Linked DNA regions of Oncorhynchus kisutch: region 1 is linked to region 2. A link is a contact called in public Hi-C data. All regions are on one chromosome and are shown on one strand. The core of a region is the stretch at or near the end of the contact, and the rest is flanking DNA. Distances in the headings are between cores, read along the strand shown. Region 1 holds the start of jagn1a (jagunal homolog 1a). Region 2 holds the start of LOC109869928 (sentrin-specific protease 7).

What was found. A called contact is a pair of places that touch in the nucleus more often than the background predicts.
Region 1: a contact with region 2 is called in a Hi-C map of liver, with 7 times the contacts expected there. The contact joins the promoter of jagn1a here to the promoter of LOC109869928 in region 2. A contact is called at or near these places in 2 of 2 Hi-C or Micro-C datasets (liver and muscle).

What each region holds. Positions count from the first base shown.
Region 1 is chrLG2:65,155,644-65,161,113 of Okis_V2, reverse strand. It overlaps jagn1a (jagunal homolog 1a), which reads left to right and starts at 3,348. Exons shown (of 3, transcript XM_020499856.2): 1 at 3,348-3,719; 2 at 4,369-4,466; 3 at 4,659-5,470. The coding sequence starts at 4,378. The coding sequence ends at 5,121. It overlaps LOC109903226 (collagen alpha-1(VIII) chain-like), which reads left to right. Exons shown (of 3, transcript XM_031800044.1): 3 at 1-2,695. The coding sequence ends at 1,064.
Region 2 is chrLG2:64,909,854-64,915,392 of Okis_V2, reverse strand. It overlaps LOC109869928 (sentrin-specific protease 7), which reads right to left and starts at 2,673. Exons shown (of 22, transcript XR_004204599.1): 1 at 2,473-2,673; 2 at 642-799; 3 at 448-519; 4 at 108-223.

The sequences.
Region 1 (5,470 bases), core at 2,099-4,598, 250 kb before region 2:
CAATTGGACCAGCTGGTCCCCTTGGCCCTATGGGACCCCCTGGAGGTCTGGGTCAACCAGGGCCAAAAGGCGAGGCTGGAGAAGGAGGTCATAAGGGGTTGCCTGGTGGGCAAGGGGAGCCTGGTCCTACTGGACTGACTGGTCAGAATGGCTTCCCTGGAGAGGGAGGAGAGCCTGGGCCAAGGGGTCCCACTGGGCCTGTAGGACCCCAAGGGGAAGGCGGACACAAAGGGTTACCAGGCACCCCTGGCATTCCAGGCCTACCTGGGCCAAAGGGAGAGGTAGGACTTCCAGGCGAGAAGGGTCCCCAAGGTCCTAAGGGCATTCCAGGTCTGGGAGGTGCAGGTGGGCCGATCGGACCTCCTGGTGCTCCGGGGTCTAAAGGTAACAGCGGACCTCCTGGTCTTCCCGGCGTTGATGGTAAGGGAAACCCAGGTGTCCCTGGTCCTCTTGGACCTCCAGGTAAAGAAGGTCCTGGAGGACCACCAGGAAGCCCAGGCCAGCCAGGTCCACCTGGTCCCCCAGGCCCTCCCGGACCCACTGACATGGGAGCAGTCCTCCCTGAGATGGGTTTTCCTCCTGGGCTGGACGGAGTCAAGACTGCCGGTTATGGCAAGAAGGGAAAATATGGAGGAAACGGAGGAGAAGTGATGGGCCCCAACGGCCTGGAGATGCCTGCGTTCACGGCTCTGGTGACCACGCCCTTCCCACCTGTGGGCACGGCTGTGGTGTTTGACAAAATCCTGTACAACGGCCGTCAGAACTACAACCCCCAGACAGGCGTGTTCACCTGCGACATGCCCGGGATCTACTACTTTGCCTACCACATCAGCTGCAAAGGGGCCAACGTGTGGGTGGCGCTGATGAGGAACGATGAGCCTGTGATGTACACATATGATGAGTATAAAAAGGGCTTCCTGGATCAGGCATCGGGGAGCGCAGTGTTGCCTCTACAGCCCGGGGACACTGTGTACCTCCAGCTACCCTCGGACCAGGCCGCAGGACTATACGCTGGCCAATATGTCCACTCCTCCTTCTCTGGGTACTTGTTGTACCCCATGTAAGAACACCAACCTTCAGAGAGGAAGAGATGGTAACAAAGAGAGAGAATGTTGGAGAAATGTAAACATTGATTATAGAATTCTTTAAATTTATATGTTGTTTTAAAAACATCAATTATCTGCTGAGATTGACGCTGTTGAGATCGACAGTGACGGGAGGACATGTCGGACCATCCCAGGGAAATTCTGAGAGAGGAGTGTGCTTGTGTGAGGGTACATATATGCAGTTTTTAATAACAATTGATGTTGGGGTACAAAGATTGCTGTATCTATCTACTGGTCTTAGAAGTTGTCACAACAACACTGCATTAAAATATTCCATTACAGCAACTGGGTTCATTAATTGTAAAATGTGGTGATATATATTGGTTTGATTTGTAGTACAGCACAGACTGATGTGGAGACTGTAGAAGAAAGAATGGGATATCTGAGGTATATATTTAGTATTGTGTTTTCCCCAGACCCTACATGTTCCTATTCAAACTGGCAGCTGCCATAAACAAAACTGTGGCAAAGAATGTAAATTGGATAACTTTAAAAAGAAAACTAAAGAAAATAAATTGAATAGCTATATTGGCACCTGAACTTTTGTATTACGGTACTTATAAAATGGCAATTGAAAACCAATAGAGACAGTTCAAGATTCACATAAAGTGGTGCTATCATTTGTGACATTTTAGTTTGTTACATAACTTTGTTGTTTTGTTTTTGTTTGATTTGTGTGATTATTTTTTGTTGTTACTTTTGCAGACAAGCATCATCTGTGATGTTTATAGGGGTGATTTTGTTGCATGAAATGGATGGGAATATAATGCATTATGGGTGTATTGGTTCAAAGTGATGCCTCTTGTGGCACGTAAAGAGTAATGCTCCAACAGACACTGACTAGCCCACAAAAATGAAAACCACTGCTCTCATTACAAAGCCCCTTCTTGCTGTATGTGTCTGTTGTCAGCTGAATGAAGCAGGAGCACTATACTGACAGAGGTATGAAACAAGTTTGACCAACAGATAGACACTCATTTAGATGGCCTATACGGTTATGGAAGTAGGATAGGAATTGATAATCAATTGTGAATAACTTTTGAAAAAGAGAATTGAATGAATGAATTACTCTGGGGAAAATGGTGTGTAGGCCTATTCCCTCTGGGTTCAGCAAGACAGAATTTAAGTCATTGGGTTAAAGGTACTGTATGTGGAGGTTAAGATTGAAGGTTAATAAATACTTTGATGTCAATTAGCGAGAATAATGCCCAAAATAAACCAGGAGGAGGTGTTTGTGGTTACAAGATAGTGAGGAGAATTATAGACAACGAATATAGACAAAGAATAGAATGTCAAAAGAGAGAGGGGGAAGGGTGAAAATGCCTTGCTGCATGCCCCCTCCCTCACCTCTCACCCACCTATATATCCCTATACCTCACCCCTCTAGTCTACCCTTCCTTTCTACCCATCCCTACCCTTCTACCCCTCCCCTGACTCCAGGTATCAATTCTGTTTTCTATCTTTATTTCAGTCCATGGTGCTAAACACAGTATAATCTAGAAGAAAAAGAAAGGCACACCTATTAAGGCGAGGTGCTGGCTAGAGGTGCTGGCTAGAGGTGCTGGCTAGAGGTGCTGGCTAGCGGAGTAGAAAACTTGAAAATAAAAGAGAGCCGCACACTCTAGGAGCTCAGATGCAAAAATGTAATTACCAACGTTTCAACAGCCAAGGATTATACCCTGATGAAGACAGCTTGGCTGTCGAAACGTTGGTAATTACATTTTTGCATCTGAGCTCCTAGAGTGTGCGGCTCTCTTTTATTTTCAAGCTAAACACAGTATAACCAAACAAAACCTTGAGTTTTTATGTTTTTACTGTTATACTGTAGATGTTGTTTTTTAAATAAAGATGATTTAACTAAAAGGTCATGCGTTATTCTTATTTTAACATATATCAAAACATGTATAATTTTATTGTGTGACACTGATATGTGCATATCAGATTAGTCCAGTTCACCACTCAAAATTCAATAAAGTAATTTTACTTGCCCCGGATGGCCAGTAAATATCCTCTGGCTCTGTCTTGGTCATATTGCTCTTCACTGATATGCCATATTGAGAAGAGATGAGCATTCTGTGCTGCCAGAGACAGACAGATACTCTAAGTTGACTCGCCCATGGTTATTAAATGGTATCATATGCTCAAGACAAAGATGAATAAGGTAAATAGGATTCATCCTATAGCTTCTTCTATCACACATTTTTTGGCACATCTATTGAGTACCACTTGAGGGTGTGGCAAAACGTAATGTTCATTTTAATCAAATGTGTTATTGTATTTCGTCGTTTTAAGAGGTGCTTTCTTTTTTCCGCAAAACACAAAAGGAAACGCGTCTGGTGTCTTACCAACAATTATGTTTCCGTGATGGAAAACGAAGCAGACAAAAAAATAGGCAATGGACCAGTCTCGAAAGGCTCACGGAGGATGTTGAGAGAAAAAGGGATGCTGCGACTGATGTGATGCGCGTGCGCAGTGCGCACAACGCATGTGTCTTGTCCTCTATTCAGCCGGCTTCTATCTATTCACCCAGCTTCTATTCATCTTGGCATTTAGGCATATTAGGTACTGTAGTAGCTCGCTAACTACGTTCATTCAGCATCTCAGTAACAAACGGTAAGAATCCTCAATTAATTGTTATTTTTAAACTACTGTACGGTGAATTACTGCATTCAAGGCAATTTTTAGTACGCTAGCCAGTTAGCGATTGCTAACGTACGTTAGCATTACAATTTATTAGCAGGTGAAATATGGATGACACATGGATGAATCGATAAATAGGTGAAACGTTTGCATACAAAGACATTTATTCAGCGAGAGTGTGCTCTCGGTAACCTCCTTTCCAAGAGGACAATGAATGAATCCGCTTAACATAGCTAGCTAACCTGACCAACTGCTTGTGAAAGTTATGCTAGCTAACGTTAAATAGCGAACGTTAGCAAAGCTTTCCCAGTTGCCAGAGGCAGAGAAATATGCAACTAGCTACTATTCATATCTATTGATGTTATATTACGGTTGATAAAACAACTTAAATAATAGACGAGCTTCTAATATTCAATTGTTTAAGTGTAGAAATAGAAGACTGATCATCACATCTCAGTGTGTCTGTCTGCATGGATCAACTCTTTGTCATTGTCATGGATTAAATGCATGTAAAGAACGCATATGCTCATTATTGATGAATCAGATGTGGGCAAAATAAATTATAAAATGTACAACAAGTCAAATAAGACAAATTATTGTTGTATGGTTTTTGGGAAAGCAGGTTGTTACCATGACGTCTCGTGTGGGCCCTCGAGCTGCAGGTACTGATGGGAGTGACTTCAAACACAGAGAGAAGGTGGCCTCACACTACCAGATGAGGTAATCAGTCATGTCTGCTGGCTGGCTGTATGCCTGTGTCTGTCTCTGCGCTTGCTTGTCTGCCTGTCTGTCTGTCTGCGCTTGCCTTTCTGTCTGTCTGAGTGTGCCTGCCTGTCTATTACCATATTGTTTATAGTTATCCATTAACCATACTGTCTCAACTCCCTCTCCCCCTTTTCCCTGTGTCTCCAGCGCCTCGCTAAAGTCTGAGATCCGGAAACTCAACTTTGTCCACCTACTGCTCTGGCTCCTGGTGGCGGCCCAGGTGATCGTCAGCAAACTTGACCTGGTGCCAAGCGATACAGTGGCTGAGCCCTACAGATGGGAGTACCCCTACCTGATCAGTCTCTTTCCACTGGTCACCGGTAGCCTGTCGCTGCCCAAGAACAACATCAGCTACCTGGTGATCTCCATGATCAGCTCAGGCCTGTTCTCCATCGCTCCACTCTTCTACGGCTCCATGGAGATGCTCGGCGAGGCCCAGCAGCTGTACCGCCACGGCAAGGCTTACCGCTTCATATTTGGCTGGGCGGCGGTCACCGTCATGTACCTGGTGATGGTGGCGGCGGTGCAGGTGCACGCCTGGCAGATCTACTACAGCAAGAAGCTGCTGGACGCCTGGTTTGACTCCACACAGGAGAAGAAGAAGAAGTGATGAGGATGTTTTGTGGGTTTTGAGGCTAGGGGAAAACTGTTTGTGTTTTTCTCTCTGTCTTTAGGATGCATATATTAGTATATTCTGTTATTTATTTATTACCTCATGCAATCACTGGCTATTATGTCTTTCCAGATGGTCTATCCAACACACGTTTTCTCGCCAAAACATGCATACTCTCTCTCTCCATTTCAAAGACACTCAGGTGTATACATTTTCTCTCAAATACACAAACAATTAGTAGCGCAGCGGTCTAAGGCACTGCATCTCAGTGCTAGAGGTGTCACTACAGACCCAGCATCGTTAGGGTTTGGCTGGGGTAGGCCGTCATTGTAAATAAGAATTTGTT
Region 2 (5,539 bases), core at 1,424-3,923:
TGGAGCAAGATCATCTATGAACCGTCAACAAGTCTAACCTAACCAGACTAATTAGGTTTGCTTCCTAACATAACTCCACCTGTGGCTCCATAAATACTGCTCCTCACCAGTTCATTGCCGCTTGGGCTAAAGCCGCTTGGCCGTGATCCAAAGAGATGGATCCATTCTGCTGACAAGACTTTTGGAGTTTGATTCCGTTTCCAGCAATCTGGGTCCAGTGAATCTGTTGGAGAAATGGAGGTAGAGGTACTGACCCACTACCCAGATCACAATAACAAAACCTCAGGGAACAAGGTTAAATACGCAATCTGTCATTTAATTACTTTTCTATCATTTTAATATTTGAGTGGATGCGTGTGTTGTACACTTCGTAGGGAGGCCACAGGGGTAAAAAAATTAAAAAAATGAAAAGAAAGAGAAAGGTGACCTGTAGAGAATAACATTTACCTGTGACTCTTCATTCCCACATCTCAACTCTGAAGAAAGAAGGATCTTGGGAATTTTTAGTGGACTTCCCATCTTAAAAGCAGAATGGGGTACTGTTAAAATGCTCACTGTTGTTGATTATAGTAATTGCATAGTGGCTGAGAAAAAGACTAGGAATCCCAATGGACTAATATAGCCAGGCAGGCCAGACATACTTGAGAGTTATCCACCTTGTCAACGGCCAGTGAAATGGTGAGTGCTCTCTTATGGTCCATCATGACCATAGGTGCTTTAGGGCTTGACCTCAGGCCACTCCTTCTCCAGGGCCTCCTGTGACCAATCCAGGCAGCGATGGTGACGCAGCCAACAAGCTCTGCAGCAGACACACATGATATGTACAGTATACATTCACTTTCGTACCTGTCAGTTTACAAGCGCACAATCACACATACACTACATGATCAAAAGTATGTGGACACCTGCTAGCTGAACATCTCATTACAAAATCATTAGCATTAATATGGAGTTGATCCCCCCCTTTGCTGCTATAACAGCCTCCACTCTTCTGGGAAGACTTTCCACTAGACGTTGGAACAACGCTGTGGGGACTTGATTCCATTCAGCCACAAGAGCATTGGTGAGGTCGGCACTGATTTTGGGCGATTAGGTCTGGCTCGCAGACGGCGTTCCAATTCACCCCAAAGGTGTTCGATGGGGTTGAGGTCAGGGCTCCATGCAGGCTAGTCAAGTTCTCGCCAAACCAATTCTGTATGGACCTCGCTTTGTGCACTGTCATGCTGAAACAGGAAAGGGCCTTCTCCAAACTGTTGCCACAAAGTTGGAAGCACAAAATCGTCTAGAATGTCATTGTATGCTGTAGCGTTAATATTTCCCTTCAATGGAACTAAGGGGCCTAGCCCGAACCATGAAAAATAGCCCCAGACCATTATTCCTCCTCCACAAAACTAGCATTATGCATTGGTGCAGGTAGCGTTCTCCTGGCATCCGCCAAACCCAGATCTGTCTGTTGGACTGCCAAATGGTGAAGTCTGTAGCGTTTCCACTGTACCGGAGTCCAATGGCTACAAACTTTACACCACTTCAGCAGATGCTTGGTATTGTGCATGGTGATCTTAGGCTTGTGTGAGGCTGCTCGGCCATGGAAACCCATTTCATGAAGCTCCCGTCTAACAGTTATTGTGCTGACTTTGCTTCCTGAGGCAGTTTGGAACTCGGTAGGGAGTGTTGCAACCTAGGACAACTTACAGTTGGCCGAGGCAGCTTTAGCAGGGCAGAAATTTGACAAACTGACTTGTTGGAAAGGTGGCATCCTATGACGTGCCACGTTGAAAGGCCATTCTATTGCCAATGTTTGTCTATGGAGATTCCATAGCTGCGTGCTCGATTTTATACGCCTGTCAGCAACCTGAGTGGCTGAAATAGCGGAATCCACTAATTTGAAGGGGTGTCCACATACTTTGTAGATATAGTGTACATTGGTGACTGTAACATCATTAGGTACATGCAAGAGCTATTATTTTATTCTGTACTTTGAACTTAATGCTTTTGCCAGGAAAAAATAAAACCATTGTTTATAAGCTTGTAATAGCGACACATGAATGGCAGCATCTTGTCACGGGTGGTGCTGGTGCACATTTATTTTCTGAATTTGCATGCTGTGCTACTACCAATTTCTAGCTAGCCCTCAGGTCGCTAATCATTTGCATTTCACTGAAGTGAAATACTGCTCATGCAATGCTTCTCTTCGTGTGTGCCCTTTGACATTCTACAATATTATCCAGCTATGCACAGACACGCTACCTAATAAAACCTGGCAAAACCTGCCTAGCTAGCTAATTTAGCTAGCTCACTAGCAGACATCAACTTTTGTTCCCGATTCTCATACTTACTCAATAATACAGCGAGTTAGTGCAACATACACAAACGTGACCAAAGAGCGAGGATAAGGGCAATGTAAACAGCTACCGTACACTCCAAATCATCTCGCTGATTAACTGGAACGCCTATAAAATCCTAAATACCTACACGTTGCGTTGTTCGCACAGGTTGTAGATATTTTCACGCTTTTCCTGGACAGAAGAACATCCTGGTGTTTCCGGAAGTGTACGATCTGGCCGCTTTAGTGCCTATAGAGATGAATAATAATGGCATATTTTTGAAGGCACTTAAACCAAAGATTTTTTATAACTAACCCAAGATAGACCACAGCCTGTCATTTCCAATGGGAGAAAATTAATTCAGAGTGGGCAGAATAAGCAAGGTGGGCAGAGCCAAGCACGAGATAGCGAGAGCCTATTGGTGCGTTCTAGCATATATTTGCATATTTCCGTTGGGAAACGCCTACTCTGTGAAGTACGCATGTGCAATAACTCAATTTACCCTTGCAGTCCTTCCAAACAACGCAATCTTTAAAAAAATTGGCAAAGGGTAAAGTCTAAAAAACGTAGTCCACTCTGTTGGTAACATATTCTAGTTTTGGAAACAGAAAACTGTACTGAGATCAAATGATTAATCGATTACAAAATTTGCCGAATGTCGGCCAAAATCTATCTTGCCCCACTGCCGACCACTGTGCTTCCTCTCACCATCATATTTGGTAGTAAGTGGAAACGCCAACCAAATATCGGTCTCATTGTTCTATCTGTGCTTAAACTCTGCCATGGGTCGTTGGAGAAAGCCTATTTGGAAATTAATCCAAGACTGTGGAGCCTTCGCAGGACTTGTCAGAGGAGAGTAGTGATGATGAGGAGTTGAGTGAACAGGAGCCATCTCAGGTTGATCTCAATTCAGATGAAGGCAGGTGATTCCTATGGGTACAAGGGGGAGAAAGAGTAACTCGGCTCCTTGGTGGACTGATGAGTGTAGAGAAGCATTGAACTGTAGGAACATTGCTTTCAGAATGTTGAAAAGGTGCCATAATTACCAGCGCCTGATTCAGTATAAACAAGCACAAGCAGTAGTAAGGGGGATCATTAGGACAGCTAAGAGGGAGTGTTGGCGCCGGTTCTGTGGGAACATAGGTAGAACCACTCCTGTGGGAGAGGTATGGGTGATGATTAAGAGGATGTATTTGCGCCGGTTCTGTGGAAAAATAGGCAGGACCACTCCTGTGGGAGCGGTATGGGGGATGATTAAGAGGATGAGTGGGGTCAGATGAGATTTGGATCTCCCTGGGCTGAAAAGTGGGGAGATTGCAGTGAGAGATAATGAGAAGGCAGAGATGTCAGCCCAGGCATTTGTGAAGGTGCACAGCTCAAAAAATCTGACAGAAGAGGGGCAACGTGGGAAAGAGGATGTCCGAGAAGAACCATCTCTCTCCTGGATCAGAGAGAGATGGTGGTGGATGCATTGAATGCCCCTTTTACATTGGCTGAGATGAAGAGAGCATTAGCTAAAGTTGGGGTAACATCTCCTGGGAAGGATGGGATGTGTTACATCATGATGGCTCATCTCAGTGACACTGCAATGGGGAAAGTATTGGGCCTTTACAATAAGGTGTGGCAGGGAGGGAAACTGCCCGGAAGTTAGAAGCAGGCGGTAGTGGTGTCAATATGGAGACCTGGGAAGACACTACTAGTCCTTAAAGCGATTGGCCGATAGCGTTGACGACTCATGTATGTGAACTATAGAGAGGATGATTATGGAAAGGCTGACTTACTGTCTAGAGAGTAGAGGACTAATGTCACCAGATCAAAGTGGGTCCAGGAAAGGCAGGGGAACGATAGATCCTGTACTGTGCCTTGAGTCAGTCATACGGAAGACACAGGCAAATAAGGAGGTGGTGGGAGCCGTTTTCTTTGATGTAGAGAAGGCTTATGATATGATGTGGAAGGAAAGTCTACTTATCAAGCTGGATAACATGGGGGTTGTAGGAAGTGTTTTTAACTGGATAAAGGATTTTCTTTTTGGGCAATCAATAAAAGTGAGGGTGGGGATCTCTATGTCAGAAAGCTATGAGGTAGATAATGGTACCCCCCAGGGAAGTGTCATTAGTCCTTTTTTGTTCTCCATTATGATTGATGATGTATTCTCCCAGGTGAGACCTGATATTTGGAGATCATTGTTTGCAGATGATGGGATCTGTGGAAGAGAGAGAGAAATATTACCCATAGAGCTAGAAGAGTTCAAGAAGCGATTAGTGAAGTTAAGCAGTGGTCCCTCAGGTGGGGTGTCAAGTTTTCACTTGAGAAAACACAGACTGTGTTTTTTTCTAGAAGGAAGGTTGGGGAGGTTGTATGGAAGGAATCTGGAGAGGGTGAGAGGGTTTAGGTTCCTGGGGTTCTGGTTTGACACTCAAATTACATGGGCAGAGCATATTCAAATGTAATGGTAAAAATGACCAAAAGTAACTACTATTCATGTGTAATTACATGATTCTGACATGAAAAAACATGGTATATTTGGAAAGAAGACATCTGGGAGATTATGAGGAAATTAAACTAGAAATGGGCAGATGTTTTAGTAAGTGGTGTCAGGTGTGGTCTCGGGACGTTTCCAAGTGTCCCTAAACCTCTCCAAAGTGGCATATGTCTGTAAATTAGATAATTCCAGTGCTATTACATATTTGCAATCCCTAAATGCTATTTATTCAGTATAAAAACACAATTTCTACCATATCAACCTCACTCAAACATTGTGGTGGTGTTATGGGATATCCAGGGTACATTCAAGTGTCCTTTCAACCTCTCCAACGTGTCCAGATATGGTAATTCCACTGTTTTTGCACACTGGGTGTGCCTAAAAGTAATTTTTCACTATAAAACCTCAATTTCTACAATACAAATCTCTCTCAAACATGGAGGTGTCTCCAAAGTGCCTCAACATTTAGCCTCGGCATATCCAATGTATTGGTCCCACATACAAATTAACTTTTTATAAAAGCAACAGATATAAATAGATAAATATATAAAAGTGTCTTGTCAAACACAAACTTGGTTACACACGTATCCTTCAATAAAAATGTGCAACATTTAAAAAAAAGCTGAACTATTTACAAATGGCACTCGTGTTGGTTTTACATCACAGGTGTAGATGATTAGATTTAACTTTCACCATGGTGTGATAGTCTTTGAAACAGTCCCTCTCTGCCAGA